5 separate regions of the Mus musculus genome follow, and all the other regions are linked to region 2. Evidence: chromatin contacts called from public HiChIP or PLAC-seq and promoter capture Hi-C data. All regions are on one chromosome and are shown on one strand. The core of a region is the stretch at or near the end of the contact, and the rest is flanking DNA. Distances in the headings are between cores, read along the strand shown.

The links. Promoter capture Hi-C pulls out the DNA fragments that hold promoters and counts their contacts. HiChIP or PLAC-seq counts read pairs in DNA pulled down with a chosen protein or histone mark.
Region 1: a contact with region 2 is called in an H3K27ac HiChIP or PLAC-seq map of extraembryonic endoderm stem cells, with 3 times the contacts expected there. The contact joins the enhancer-like site here to the promoter of Zc3hav1l in region 2. A contact is called at or near these places in 7 of 39 promoter capture datasets (3T3-L1-derived adipocytes, cranial neural crest, embryonic stem cells and 4 more), 1 of 484 Hi-C or Micro-C datasets (large pre-B cells) and 3 of 115 datasets of contacts at active chromatin or transcription factors (differentiating embryonic stem cells, extraembryonic endoderm stem cells and large pre-B cells).
Region 3: a promoter capture Hi-C map of hippocampal neurons shows a contact between it and region 2, with 4 times the contacts expected there. The contact joins the enhancer-like site here to the promoter of Zc3hav1l in region 2. A contact is called at or near these places in 8 of 39 promoter capture datasets (the 3T3-L1 cell line, embryonic stem cells, hippocampal neurons and 3 more), 2 of 115 datasets of contacts at active chromatin or transcription factors (both in embryonic stem cells) and 1 of 9 other capture datasets (embryonic stem cells).
Region 4: a promoter capture Hi-C map of embryonic stem cells shows a contact between it and region 2, with 4 times the contacts expected there. The contact joins the promoter of Akr1d1 here to the promoter of Zc3hav1l in region 2. A contact is called at or near these places in 5 of 39 promoter capture datasets (embryonic stem cells, frontonasal cranial neural crest, liver and 1 more).
Region 5: a contact with region 2 is called in a promoter capture Hi-C map of hippocampal neurons, with 2.2 times the contacts expected there. The contact joins the promoter of Dgki here to the promoter of Zc3hav1l in region 2. A contact is called at or near these places in 4 of 39 promoter capture datasets (the 3T3-L1 cell line, hippocampal neurons, liver and 1 more).

The regions. Positions count from the first base shown.
Region 1 is chr6:37,591,238-37,593,937 of GRCm38.p6, reverse strand. No RefSeq gene overlaps it. Among named protein-coding and RNA genes, the nearest start is that of Gm33429, 61 kb to the right of the region's middle. Within about 2 kb of position 1,372, at least 120 of the 459 cell types and tissues checked have an H3K27ac peak or open chromatin away from gene starts, as enhancers often do. A contact at or near this core is called in 3T3-L1-derived adipocytes, embryonic stem cells, extraembryonic endoderm stem cells and 1 more, where this site is marked.
Region 2 is chr6:38,297,951-38,300,650 of GRCm38.p6, reverse strand. It overlaps Zc3hav1l (zinc finger CCCH-type, antiviral 1-like), which reads left to right and starts at 1,392. Exons shown (of 4, transcript NM_172467.3): 1 at 1,392-1,787; 2 at 2,564-2,699. The coding sequence starts at 1,411.
Region 3 is chr6:37,462,792-37,465,491 of GRCm38.p6, reverse strand. No RefSeq gene overlaps it. Among named protein-coding and RNA genes, the nearest start is that of Gm33318, 22 kb to the right of the region's middle. Within about 2 kb of position 1,406, at least 160 of the 459 cell types and tissues checked have an H3K27ac peak or open chromatin away from gene starts, as enhancers often do. A contact at or near this core is called in hippocampal neurons and stem cell-derived epiblast-like cells, where this site is marked.
Region 4 is chr6:37,528,839-37,531,538 of GRCm38.p6, reverse strand. It overlaps Akr1d1 (aldo-keto reductase family 1, member D1), which reads right to left and starts at 1,366. Exons shown (of 9, transcript NM_145364.2): 1 at 1,202-1,366. The coding sequence starts at 1,294. Gm33429 (a long non-coding RNA gene) reads left to right here and starts at 136. Exons shown (of 4, transcript XR_868980.3): 1 at 136-359; 2 at 469-985.
Region 5 is chr6:37,298,703-37,301,402 of GRCm38.p6, reverse strand. It overlaps Dgki (diacylglycerol kinase, iota), which reads left to right and starts at 1,427. Exons shown (of 34, transcript NM_001081206.2): 1 at 1,427-1,840. The coding sequence starts at 1,455.

The sequences.
Region 1 (2,700 bases), core at 123-2,622, 710 kb after region 2:
CCGCAGAGTCTCTGCTGTCTCTGTGTGTGAAATCTGACACTGTTCCCCGGGTGTGCATGAGCACTCTTTGTTCACAGCCCCTCCTCCACAGTGAAAAAAAAAAATCCTCCTAGCCCATGATATATAAATCATAAATAGACCTGTATGGTATTATAACTTGGATCTTGCCTCTGTTCCATTTGTTGTGATTTATGTCTGCTCTTCTTTTCCTCTTTATTATCTCCTTAATTGTAATCATTTTTTTTTGTTGTTGTTGTTCAGTTGCTCTGCATTTTATTTTGTTATTTCTCTTAGGAAAGTCTACTTGGCTTTAATAAGGGGAGCATCACTTAACTGAGAACAAATGAGAACATATAGCTTGAGCAGTATCTGATTTGTGAAAGAAATCTGTTGATAGAAGAGGCTCCAAGGTTTTCAGTTTGTAGTTATCATTTTTCTTGACTTGCTGGTTACACTGGGTTAATATTGTATTTAATACTGGATCACACACACACACACACACACACACACACACACACACACACGAAGAGAGAGAGAGAGAGAGAGAGAGAGAGAGAGAGAGAGAATATGACTAAGACTATCTGGAATTTTTGTTTTCCGGGGATTGTAGCTTTGAAACTGGTGACGTGAAGCGATTGCAAAGAGAGCTATAGCTATTTAGGGATGATATTTGGGCCCTGAAAACTCTACTCTGTGCTTTTCCCATGCGCAGGGTAGAATAAATTCACGAAGCTCCTTCACTGTTTCTTCTATAGAAGTGGCCACCATTCAGGGTTTCCTCCGTCCCTTTATAGATGCAAATGATCTGCTCAAATCATCTATACAAAGTGAAAAGGCCTCCTCAAATCCAATCCTTGAAGGAAATCTCCTTGAGAGTTAAATCTCAAACAAAGGAAGAATAGACCAGGGCTTATTTATCTTCTACTTGCTTTGGGGATTCCTAGGCAGATCGTACAGAAGTGAAGAAAAAAAGCTTAGGGCTATACAGTCTTTCCTCTGCTTTTCGTTTCTTCCTCCTCTGTGAAATGCAGTAGACAGGCTCGCCCAGAGGCAAGAGAGCCCAGCGGTTTCTAAACCTGAACTAGAGGGCAAAGCCTAGTAGTACTGTGAAGACCTTTGTTCTCCATTACGAGAAGATTAGAATCCAGAGGAAACTGTGTGAATGTGTGAGCGTAGGCAAATGAATAGTAATTTTTCCTTATGGGAGGCTTAGCAAGCAGGATGTAGAAGGCTTTCCTTTCGGAGATTATGAGAAATCAGACTTGAGAAGGATCTTTTCCCATATTCTGCCTCCTTTTGAGAAGAGGGCGTTTGTTATTCACAGTGCCCGAGCTAAAACAAAGATAGACTTGGGCTCCCCTAGTGGCCTCCCCTGACCTTTGCTCTTGAGAAATCCTCCCTTCCCCCATCAAAGGCAGCTAGCCTGCCAAGCACCAGTATTCTACAAAACCTCTCTTACCTTGTAAAAATGTATGTGTGAAGGGATTCAAACTCTACCTGGTAAAACTTTTGTTTATGCACAAGACCTGCTAAATCCCTGGAACGGATGGATTGGACAGTAGCCCGTCCCTCTCTTCTTTCCTTTGCTTCCTTCCTGCAGCTTTCCAAATTAGCCAATCAGAACTAGTCTGCGAGGTTGACCGCCCAATCGAAGAGAAATAACCAACTGTCGCTGCCGCCTTTCTCTAGGGATGACCATCAGGCTCCCGTGCTGGCCCTGTTCGGGATGTGATGCACTCTCTTTGCAAAAGGAAATCGCCTTGGAGTTACTTCCTCACTATTCATGTGATCCTTCCTGCAACATTGAGATTATTCTTTTCCAACACTCAGTCTTTCAGACTTTTAAAGTCAGATGAGGAGCCTTCTGGTCAGCGATGATGGAAATAGTGGTGTTCCTCCAGTTAGAGTGGAGAAAGAGAAGAGAAAAACTCTAAGAAACTGCCACGAGCAAATGAAGGAATTTGTGTACTGGGGTTGTCGTTATACTCATGATAAAATACTTCAGTAGACACATTTATGTCCTTAGGTCAGAGGACAGTTCTGTGCACTCAGTTCTTTCTTCTCTTTAAGTAAATTGCTGGCCTAAAAATGTTATTAAAAGCAACAATGGAGCAAAAAAGACTGGAAACAAATAAACATTTTGGAGAATATCATTCCCCAAATTGAGAAACAACGGAGGTTTTGCTTGTGAATCACTGGATATATCTATCCACGATCTTGCTCAGTATCATAACAATTTGCACATGCTTATATAATTTGAGCATGTTTTCATGTTACTGAGCATGCTTTTTCTAGAACCGATAATGCGACTGATAATATCGCCTCAGAACGGCTGGCATCCTGGTCGAGGATTACCAAACTCAATTTCTTCTTCCCTTCCTCTCCTTCCTCCTTTTCTGCTTATGCAGAAGATTAAAGCAAGGTGAAGGGGCCTGGGGCTGGGACAGGGGTGGGACCTGGTGCTGGGGCTGGGACAGGGTGGATCAGGGCCGGAACTAGGGGTCGGGGGTAGGACTTATAAAATACTAACATGTGTGAAAAACACATGATTATTAAATCAGCTTTGTCAATGAATTATATACAAATATACCATGGTCCTCCTACTAGATTTTTTTTTAATGGAGTAATAGGAAATTGAGTTTTGCATCATATCATGTGTGACATTTCTCTCTTCCCACATGCTTATGTAATGCTAGCATT
Region 2 (2,700 bases), core at 143-2,642:
AAACTCTCTGAAAAGATGGCAGAATTTCAAATTTTTTCACGGTACTCATTCAGACTTTTAATCTGGAATGAATTACAATCCAGAATTCTGAAATTGAATATATTTCTAAGGGCAAGGTCTTTGGCTGAGTCGGGATCTCACCCATTTGGTTAGTCTAGCCAATTAGCTGCCCCTGTGGATCCTGCCACTGCCTACCAAGTGCTTGCATTACAAGTGGCCCCCACATCTTCCTGTATTTGTATAGGATCTGGGCATTCAAATTCCAGCCTCACACTTGTCTAGTAAGTGTTTTATCCACTGGGCTGTCTTCCCAGTCCATCTATTCTGTAACATACAGAATCAGTCTTATTAAACTTCTGGATACACTTGCTTACAACATCAGTGCCCTTGAAGTAAAATTCTTCCCTATCTCTATCTTGCTTGAACGTCTCTTCTCTCTGTGTGCATGTGGTTTTCATTCCTCTCTAACCCCTTTCTCAACTTGAATCTTTCTTTTTTCAGTTGTATCTTAGGTCGGCTTCTCTCAGAGGCAAACAGAGAAGGATTGTTTGAGAGCAGACCCTTTACAAGGTAATCCCAAGGAACCACTTCTCAGTTTACATTTTCGGCTGGGCTCCCTGGTAAGCAGATAAGGATTCCATGTAAACCGTTTCTTAGTAGGGAGGGAACACAGGGAAAGGCAGGTTCTACAGGAGCAACAGGGTTCTTTTCCATTAAGGAATCATAGCGACGAAACCATAGAATATCTCTCGACCACTCCGTAGAGGAATAATACGCTAGGAATTTGTCCATTGTTAGGAAGGAAAATCCTTTTAGGTTTAGTGGGTGTTTATGTATATTGTCACCAATTTGACAATAGGAAAAATGTTTATTTATAAGCTGACAGAGAAAAATCAACAATATCATGGCTCAATCCCATCTGAGGCATGGAGCTGATTGATCAGTATTATGGTGTGTGTTCAATAAACCATCCCTATCTGACTGAAATCGGGGTTTGTGTAAGCTCGTGGGGCGACTCATGGACCCCAACACTTAGGAAGTTTTTACCCACTGTGCTGGTTCCTTACTAGGTTTTTTGAGACAGGGTGTCATGTAGTCCAGGCTAGCCTCCAACTCCCCTTTGCAAAGGACGCTGGCCTTGATCTCGGCCTTTTCTTGCCCCCACCTCCCAGGTGCTAGCTAACATTCCAGGCGCGCGCCCCCAGGCTGGGAGAACCACTTCAGCAGTTTACATTCTTTGCAGCCCTCCCTGTTATCCGGTATCTGCCAGGAACCCAGGAGCCAGGAATGTTGCAGGGGCTCAGGCCCTGCCTTCTGAGGCCCGGCCCCCTACAGCTCGCAGGCTCCGGTCGGGGCCGCGGCGGGGAGGAGCCTGGAGGCCCCGGGCTGGCGGGGACGCGCTGGCGGGCCATGGCGGACCTCACTCTGTGCGCGTTCCTCACCAAGGTGCTGTGTGCTCACGGCGGCCGCATGTTCCTGCAGGACCTGCGCGGCCACGTGGAGCTGTCGGAGGCGAAGCTGCGGGCCGTGCTGCGGCGCGCGGGTCCAGAGCGCTTCCTGCTGCAGGAGGTGGAGCTGCGCGACGGCCCGTGGGACGCAGAGGCCGAGGTGGCGGCGGGCGAGGGCGCGGGCGCGGGCTCAGGCGGCGGCGCCACGGCCTGCAGGGTGATGGCCGTGTCCTCCGCGCGCCTCTGCGCCCGCTACCAGCGCGGGGAGTGTCAGGGCTGCGACCAGCTGCACTTGTGTCGCCGCCACATGCTGGGCAAGTGCCCCCACCGCGACTGCTGGTGAGGGGCGGAGTCCTCAGTGTCCAGCGGGGCAGTGGGTGCGGGCGGGCGGGATGCGCCTTCCGGATGCTTCTCGGCGAGCCTGGGTGGGATGGGACAAAGGCCTTCGCGCTGGCCGCCCTGTGCACCTAGTCGCCGAGAGAAATAATATGGAAGGTCTCTCCACTGAGGTTTATTATTCACCCCCCCCCCGCCCCCCAATTTGCTGTCCCTGTCCCAGGATGCTAGGATGTTCCACAACAGCAGCCCGGTTGAATCCGTGTTGCCACTTTTGAATTCACTTATGCCAAATGCCGCTTGAGGGACACCTGGGGGCTTTATGGCCCGCGGAACTTCTGTTCCCTTCTCTCCCTCCTTCCATAACCACAGCCCTTTCGCGCTTAAAAATCTGGTGTCCAATCGCAGGAAACTGGTGGCAGGATGGGGTGAGGGCATAGTGCTGCATAGCCCAAGCCCAGTGCTTTGCAGCAATCCGGGAAGCTTTCTAGTGCTTTCTTTGTAGTGTTGGTGGACAAAGAGAGGCCAGCAGCTGTTGTTGGCCTGAAGATTACGTTTTAGTCTTTACAAAAACAGATAAGTAATCTCAAAAAAGCCTGAGGGTAGGGTACTCACAGAACAGGGAAATGACCCCTGGAAGCTGAGTTGCCTCAATCCGAATTGTTTTATTAGTACTTGGGGAATTCACTTGTGAAGTGGAAATGCCCTAGGCAGAGTTAGACCCACCAGCCTCTTCCCTCTTCTTGACCCGGCCTCCTGACTGCTTTGAACTCTTCTAGGTCTACCTGTTCTCTGTCCCATGATATCCACACACCTATCAACGTCCAAGTCCTGAAAAGCCGGGGGCTTTTTGGCCTCAATGAAGGGCAGCTGCGAATCCTGCTTTTGCAGAACGACCCCTGCCTTTTCCCAGAGG
Region 3 (2,700 bases), core at 157-2,656, 840 kb after region 2:
CCCAGGACCTGCTTGCTTCTGCCTGCCCACTGTTGGGATAAGAGGCATTCACAACCCTGTGCCATCCTTCTTTGTGTTCTGGGCTCTGACTCAAGCCACCATGCTTGCATGCATGCACTTTACCAACAGAGCCATCTCTCCAGCCCTGGTTTTTAGTTTCTTAAAGTGAAACCTTAGATTGATTTTTGTCATCTTTCATATTTTCTTTGCATATATTTTGATGCTATATTTTCTTACTGTTGCTTTTACTGTATCCCCCATTTTTAAAAATAGGGTTTTTTTGTTTTGTTTTGTTTTGGTTTGGTTTGGTTTTTTGGTTTGGTTGTTTGGTTGGCTAGTTGGTTTTTTTATTGTTTTTGCTGCCATTGTTGCTTGAGACAGGGTGTCATTTAGATTAACCTTGAATTTATTATGTAGCTGAGACTGTCCTTGAATTTTTTTGTGTTTTTTGTTTGTTTGTTTTTGAGACAAGTTGTCTCTGTGTAACAGCCCTTGCTATTCTGGATATTCTAGAGCATGCTTTGTAGACCAGGCTGGCCTTGAACTCACAGAGATCCACCTGCATCTGCCTCCCAAGTGCTGGGATCACAGGCTTGTTCTGCTACCACCTGGCCTGTCCTTCAACTCTTGATTCTTCTACCTCCATCTCCTGAGTGCTGAGACTACAAGGAACCTACTGCAGAAGGCAGTTTCTCTGAGTAAAGCAGACAGCAGCACTAATCTATACACATAAATACAATTGTGCAGAAGACATCTGATGAGCACATCATATCCATTTAGGGAGGGAAAAGGACGCCTATACTATGGTCTCCGACCTTCTCAACCATGGACTTTTGACCAGGTTTATAGTACCAGATGCAGAGTGGACCCCAAACCTCTTAATAGCGTTCTCACGCCCGGCCAGGAAAGACGCAACAAACCAAAATCTTCTGCGGCAAAACTTTATTGCTTACATCTTTGGGAGCCAGGAGGGCAAGCGCCCAGCGCCCAGCCCCAAAAACGAAAGCCCCTTCAATTACATCTTTAGGAGCCAGAGCTCCGGCGCGCGCGCTCTATTGTTTACATCTTTAGGCAGCGAGCGAGCGCAGGGCGCGCAGAGCCAGAGAGATGCCAGCGAGAGAGAATGGCGGAAACCCCGTCCCCTTTTTTAGGAGAGTTATATTTCGCCTAGGACGCATCACTCCCTGATTGGCTGCAGCCCATGGCCGAGCTGACGTTCACGGGAAAGGTAGAGTACAAGTAGTCATAAAATACCCTTGGCTCATGCGCAGATTATTTGTTTACCACTTAGAACACAGGATGTCAGCGCCATCTTGTGACGGCGAATGTGGGGGCGGCTCCCAACACAAACCCAATCTGAAAGCAAGTGTATACCTCTTTAACTGTGAAGCCACTACTGTTCCACTGAACACATCTTGAGTGGCTGGTCATCATTGCTGCACACAGGCTCCATCTACAGTTGAGTAAGACCATTGACGACGCTTTCCTCTTGCAGTGGGTTCAGCTTTGTCTAGCATAGTTAGGGCTCTCCAGCAGGGAGGAGACTTCCAGCCCAGTTCTAGCTTAATTTCTCCATGCCCTGTCACCAGAACATTTGATGTCTTCAGGGATAAGGTCTTGCCAACAGCAGTTTTGGTTGCCCACCAGAACTAGAAGGGAACCAGCCCTCAGTTGTTGGGATACTTTTTGTTCTTGTTTTATTTGTTCCTTGAGAAGGTCTTGGTATATAGCTTTGGCTATCCTTGGCCTTAAACTGATTCTCCTGGCTCAACCTGCTCAGTACTAGGAAGGACTATGGGCAAGTATTACTATGCCCAGTTTGTATTAAGCAAATGTTGGTGAGTTATAGTTACCTCTCTTGTGACATCATTGACTCACATTTACTTAGAATTATGCCCTTTAATCTCAAGTATTTTATGGAGTTTCTCAGTTTTCCATTATTGTTTTCTAGTTTATTCCCATTTCCATTTGTGAGCTTTGTATAATTTTTATTTAAGTGCAGAAGTGCAGGCCTTTAATCCTAGCACTAAGGACACAGGTGAATAGATCTCTGAGTCTGAGGTTAGCCTATCTACATTCCAGGTTTCACACAAGCCACAGCCATGAAGTATGAGACCCTGTTTCAATTTTTTTTACTTATTTTTATCTGTGAGTGTTTATATATGAGTGTCTGCCTGAATGTTTCTACGTATGTATACCACATGCATGCCTGATGCCCACAAAGGCCAGAAGAGAATGTCAGAACTAGAACTGGAACTAGAGTTACAAGTGGTTGTGAGCCACTGTGTGGGTGCTGGAAAACTAGGCTAGAAAAAGCAGCCTCATGGTGGCATCTCTCCAGCCCTATTTAGGATATTTGAAGTGTGTTTGTGTGGTCCAGGGTATGAATTACAATGCTGATTGTTTTGGATGAGCTTGAAATAAATCTTTATTGTTGGATGTCATACTCTATAGGTACCAGTTGCATCCAGTTGGTTGACAGTGTTATTCAGTTCAACTGTGTCTTTCACAATTTTCTACCTACTGAACCTGCCAATTACTAGTAGAATGGGGTTGGGATTTTCAACGATAATAGTAGAGTCTACTATTGCAGTTTCTGCAGCCCAGTTAACAGGTTTTGGTCTGTAGGCCATTGGACAGTGACTCAGAGCTAGGACAGATCTGTGTCACCCCTGACCCCCTTAGGTGAGCTGGAAATGC
Region 4 (2,700 bases), core at 117-2,616, 770 kb after region 2:
GCTAGTGAGCTCTAGGATCAGTGTAAGACCCTATCTTTAAAAAATAGCCAGCCCAACTTGAGACCCATCTCATGGTCAAGCACCAATCCCTGCCACTATTAATGATGCTCTATTATGCTTGCAGACAGGAATCTAGCACGGCTGTCTTCTGAGAGGCTCCACCCAGCAGCTAGCTCAGACAGATGCAGACATCCACAGTCAAACAGTAGGTGAAGCTTGGGGACTCTATGGAAGAACAGGAGAATCTGGAGTTCTAGGTCTTGACTAGACTGGCTGGCCAATGAGGAAATGGAATCTGCCTGTCATTCCCTACATAGAGCTAGAGTCAGAGGCACAAGCCACCATGCCTGGCTTTTTATGTGAGTGCCGGGGGAGTGGGGGTGGGGGATGGGGGGTGGGGAAGCGGTATGTGAATTCAGATCCTCACCTTTGTAAAGCAAACACTTCACCCACTGTGCCTCTCCCCAGCCTTAGGTCATGATCTGCATGTACGGAGAGTGGCTAATGGGCTGGATAGACAAGTCAGCTAACCTATAAAGGCTAACCTATAAAGGCTTGGAGCGTAAGGTAAGGAATGAGGGATTTGTAGTTGATGAGGAGTGGAAGTATGCATGATCACACATGGGCAGCATAAAGACCCCAGTGCCGCTCCTCTGACACCCTCAACTGGAGTTTGCTTCCCAGTCAACACAAAGACACCCTTGTTGCTTCACGATGTTCACCACCTTGAGAGTCAGCATTACCACAGGATCAAAGCAACTCAGGGAAACAACCATGCAGAAACTCTTCTGTGTGGTGATGGTGGTTCCTCTCCTTTCACTGTTTTCAGATATTAGGCATAGTTCTAGAACCAAACTCCACCTTCTCTGCTTCCACAGGTAAGGATGCCTACATAGCAAGACACTCTCTTCATACTGGAAGCTTCTATAGACTCATGCTTACAGATGAGTCTAGCCTGTAGCCAACAGACCACATCTGGACAAAGGTGACTATGAATGCATCTCTCCACAAACTCACAGACTTAAAATGTTGTGACTTTATTTTTACTCTTTGAAGCCTGTACTCTGTGGATGGTCACATAAAAATGTGGCCAGATAGAATTTGACTTCTGATTTAAAATCGGTTTAGGCAACATACACCACCACCACCAAACACACACACACACACACACACACACACACACACACGAATATATACATACCGGTCTAGGATCTGAGTAGGTTCCAAGCCCAATGAGTGGAATGTTGTTCCCATCACTTAGGGATATTTGGTGGTGTGCAGCGCTGAGGTTCATCGTAGAGAAGAATCTGAAGCTTCTGGGGTGATTCTGAACAGGGCAGAGGCACATTATTTGAAAAGGTGCCTATTGCATAAAAGAACTGAGCACTAGGAGGAGGAGCAGGGTGGGGAAAGATGATAGACAAACAGATTTCTCAATCTCTCTGAAAACTCTAGGCAGTTGTCGTAGTCAGGGTTTCTATTCCTGCACAAACATCATGACCAAGAGGCAAGTTAGGGAAAAAAGAGTTTATTCAGCTTACACTTCCATTGTGCTGTTCATCACCAAAGGAGGTCAAGGCTGGAACTCAAGCAGGTCAGGAAGCAGGAGCTGATGCAGAGGCCATGGAGGGATGTTCTTTACTGCCTTGCTTCCCCTGGCTTGCTCAGCCTGCTCTCTTATAGAACCAAGACTACCAGCCCAGAGATGGTGCCACCCACAAGGGGCCTTTCCCCCTTGATCACTAATTGAGAAAATGTCCCACAGCTGGATCTCATGGAGGCATTTCCTTAACTGAAGCTCCTTTCTCTGTGATAACTCCAGCCTGTGTCAAGTTGACACACAAACCAGCCAGTACGGCAGTGTTTTTTGTTGTTGTTATTTGTTTACTTGTTTTTTGTTTGGAACATCCTCAGAGGCCTGAAACTAGTAAACCTGTTGAAGGGTTATGCTTAGTGTCCTGCAAAGGAAAACAGTTTGTTCAAGAAAAGCAATCTACCTGGTTTCTGTCCGGGGGGGGGGGGGGATTTGTTGGCAAATAAGAGATTTACCCTCAATTTCCTTAAACGATAAAGAAATTAGCCCATATTGGGAGTGAGGTGATGGGGCTGGATCTCTAATGGTAAGAATCATGAGGCCATAGCTCTCATGCCTTCGTTGAGCCTAAATAACTCCCCAAACACCATTTTCTAGTATAGTAGTCTATTTATCTATGAGAGATATGTTTCCAAGGTCCACAACAGATGTCTGAAACTGCACATAGAGCTTACAGTTTCCTACACATCCGTACGTCACACTTTATCTTTTCACTTAAAGCAATCATTGTACAGTTTCCCTTTGACAGTTGAATGACCAGAACCAATGATCTCTTACTTTGAAGTCATGATAAATAATATTTACTTGAGTTTGAACATTCTGGCATTACAAGTGGCCCACTGGTGGTGGTAGACACATTGGCAAGCAGAGGCCGGGGAATCTCTTAAAGCCAGTCTGGTTTATAGAGCGAGTTCCAGGACAGACAGGTCTACACAGAGAAACCAGAAACAAAAAAGAAAAAGAAATGAAAGTTAACATTGCATTAATTAATCAGATGCCTAGGGTGGCTACGAAGTAACTAAGGGACCTATGGAGTCAGCCCTTTCCTTTCTGTAACAAAATTTCAGAGATAAATCAACTCTTAAACAATGTGTTTACTATTTGTC
Region 5 (2,700 bases), core at 178-2,677, 1.0 Mb after region 2:
AGTCACTTGAAAGATGTTAGGGAAATCCAGATGTGTGTGTGTGTGTGTGTGTGTGTGTGTGTGTGTGTGTGTGTGTGTGTGTGTGTGTATGTGTGTGTGTATGCATGTATGTGTGTGTATGCATGTATGTGTGTGTATGTGTGTATGTGTGTGTGTGTGTGTGTGTGTGTGTGTGTGTGTGTGTAGTGCTGATCCCCAACAGGTAGTCTTTTTCCCTTTCTCCCTGAAAAAGTCCCTGCCCTGTCTTATATAATGTACATGTGAGGGGAACTGCACACCGTGAGAGCTGGGCGAGGCTTGAGATTCCTTTGCTCAACCTCCTAATTTTAGGGCAAAAGAAGGCCATCTTTACTAGCACATACATCTACATAGGTAGTTTGGTTACTTGCACTTACTGTTGAGCATAGATCTTTCTCGCGTTTCCTGACAGCAGAGATTTCCTGGGTGAAAAACATCTAATTTAGAAAATGATCTGTCTTAAACACTTCGTTGCCCATCGTTCAAACCGCACAGATTTCAATAGTCTTAGAAACAAAAAACTGAGAGAGCAGACATTACATTCCTCCAGCGCATTAGGTTTCAGCCTTGGTGTCTGAACCGGTAGAAGCCCCTTCCTGGGCTAGCTCCTCCTGTCCTCTTCTTGTGAACCCTTAGCATAGGAACCCACAGCACGAGGCGCTCGGGTCCCCACTTCTGCTCTCAGCCTTCTGCTTCACCGAGGATCCTGTGATCCGATTCAATCTAATTAACAGCTGTTTAGGGAGCATCTTTAAGCTTTTAGAAGGCACCAAGCAAGGATCTAGGCGCGGGCGTTCATGGGTGAAGATGTCCCGACCGACCCTCTCCTTGAGAAGAAGAAGCGGGAGCTTAAATCTAGCCCCTTCCATAATTCACATGGTTAAAAAATTCCTCCCAAGGTTCCTCCAGATACACCCCACCACCCCGGCCTCCAAAGGTCCCCCACGTCTGGAGGTTACTGCTTGGCGCCAGCTCTGATGCTGCAAGAAGGTGACGGACAAAATGCTGCCTCGGGCATCTGTCATCAGTGGACTGGACTGAGATGTGCCCAGCAGCTCATCAGTGCTGAGTAGCTCCTGGGTCCGGGTCCGCTTCCCTTGTGCGCTAACCAGGGCGCGGCAACCCGGCTTGCCTCCAAGTTTCCCTGGGCACTCTCCTTTCTTGATGACCAGTGTTTGTCCCCAGCGTCCTAAGCCCCGCGGCTCCCACCCTTTCCCTCTCTCCTCCACTGCGATCCATTGCCTGCAGGCAGAGTTCAAGTTCAGTCCCGGCTTTTGCTCTGGATTTAGAAAAAGGAGAAGGGGTGGGAGAATTGGAGGGAGCCGGCTGGTCGGGCGAGGCCGAGGGGAGGCGGAGAGAGGTGGCCTCTGATTGGTTGGGGAGGGGGAGTGGAGGCACGGAGTTTCCCACAATGCCCCGGTGCGGTGCAGCCGCGGATGGATGCTGCGGGAAGGGGCTGCCATTTGCTGCCCCTGCCAGCGGCGCGCGGACCTGCCCGCGCTCCCGCCGCCTCCAGCGCCCTCAGCCCGACCGGCCTCTGCAGCGGCACCACCTCGGCTTCTTTCGCGGCCGCCGGAGCGGTCGCCATGAACCCCAGCTCCTCGGCGGGAGAGGAGAGAGGGGCGACGGGTGGCAGCAGCAGCAGCGGAAGCGGCGCCGGGAGCTGCTGCCTGGGCGCCGAGGGCGGCGCGGACCCGCGGGGTGCAGGGGCAGCGGCTGCTGCTGCCTTGGAGGAGCCCGCGGCCGCCGGACAGAAAGAGAAGGAAGAGGCGCTGGAGGAGAAGCTGAGGGACTTAACTTTCCGGAAGCAGGTCTCTTACAGGTAGGCGCGGGAGCTAGCGAGACAGGTGCCGCCCAGGGCGGGGGACACTTGCTCTAGCTCCAGAGAGGCACTTCTGTAGAGTTGGGGTTCAGTCTCTCTCTCTCTCTCTCTCTCTCTCTCTCTCTCTCTCTCTCTCTCTCTCTCTCTCTTCAACCTTCGTACCTCCGTGGTTTTGCTTCTATGTATGTCTGTCTATCTGTCTCTCTCTCCTGGGGATATGTTGTTCTCATCCTCTAATTCTGGGTTGAAGAGAAGAAGTGGGGTGCCCCAGCTTCTTCTCCCTGTAACACCCAGGGAGGGGTGCACTTGTAACAGAAGAGAACACTAAGGTCAGAACAAGATCAAAACCACATCTGTGAGTGTATGGGGTGCAAACCCAGACATGCCCAGTTAGAAGAGTTGCCAAAGTTGTCCCTAGGCTAGTGTCATCTCCACACTCCCCCATCCTTGCCGAGTTCACTGGGTGAGCCTTGGGCACTAACCGGATCGCTGAGATCTGTTCTGACAGGCAGCAAAGAATAAGCCATACAGAACAGAAATCCTTATGGGACGTTCTTGTCTGTTAAAGACTAGTGAGCTATGGGTCTCTTCTTGTAGGTATGTAAGTATGTCAGTGGGTGTTGGTGTTACATGCCTGTGTGTTCTCTCCCTCTCTCAGTGTGGACAGCCTACTCCCAGGCTTACCTCCCCCCAACCCCCTGCCCCCACCCCACCCCCACCCCCCGTCCCAGTGCTGGTGAGAAGAGATCACACTGGCACCTGAGGCTGGATGTGTCTTTGACACTAGGACAGTGTACGGTGAACGTCCACCCAATTACGCTTTATGAAGCCCCAATTGTGTGAGGATCCAAACCAAAGGG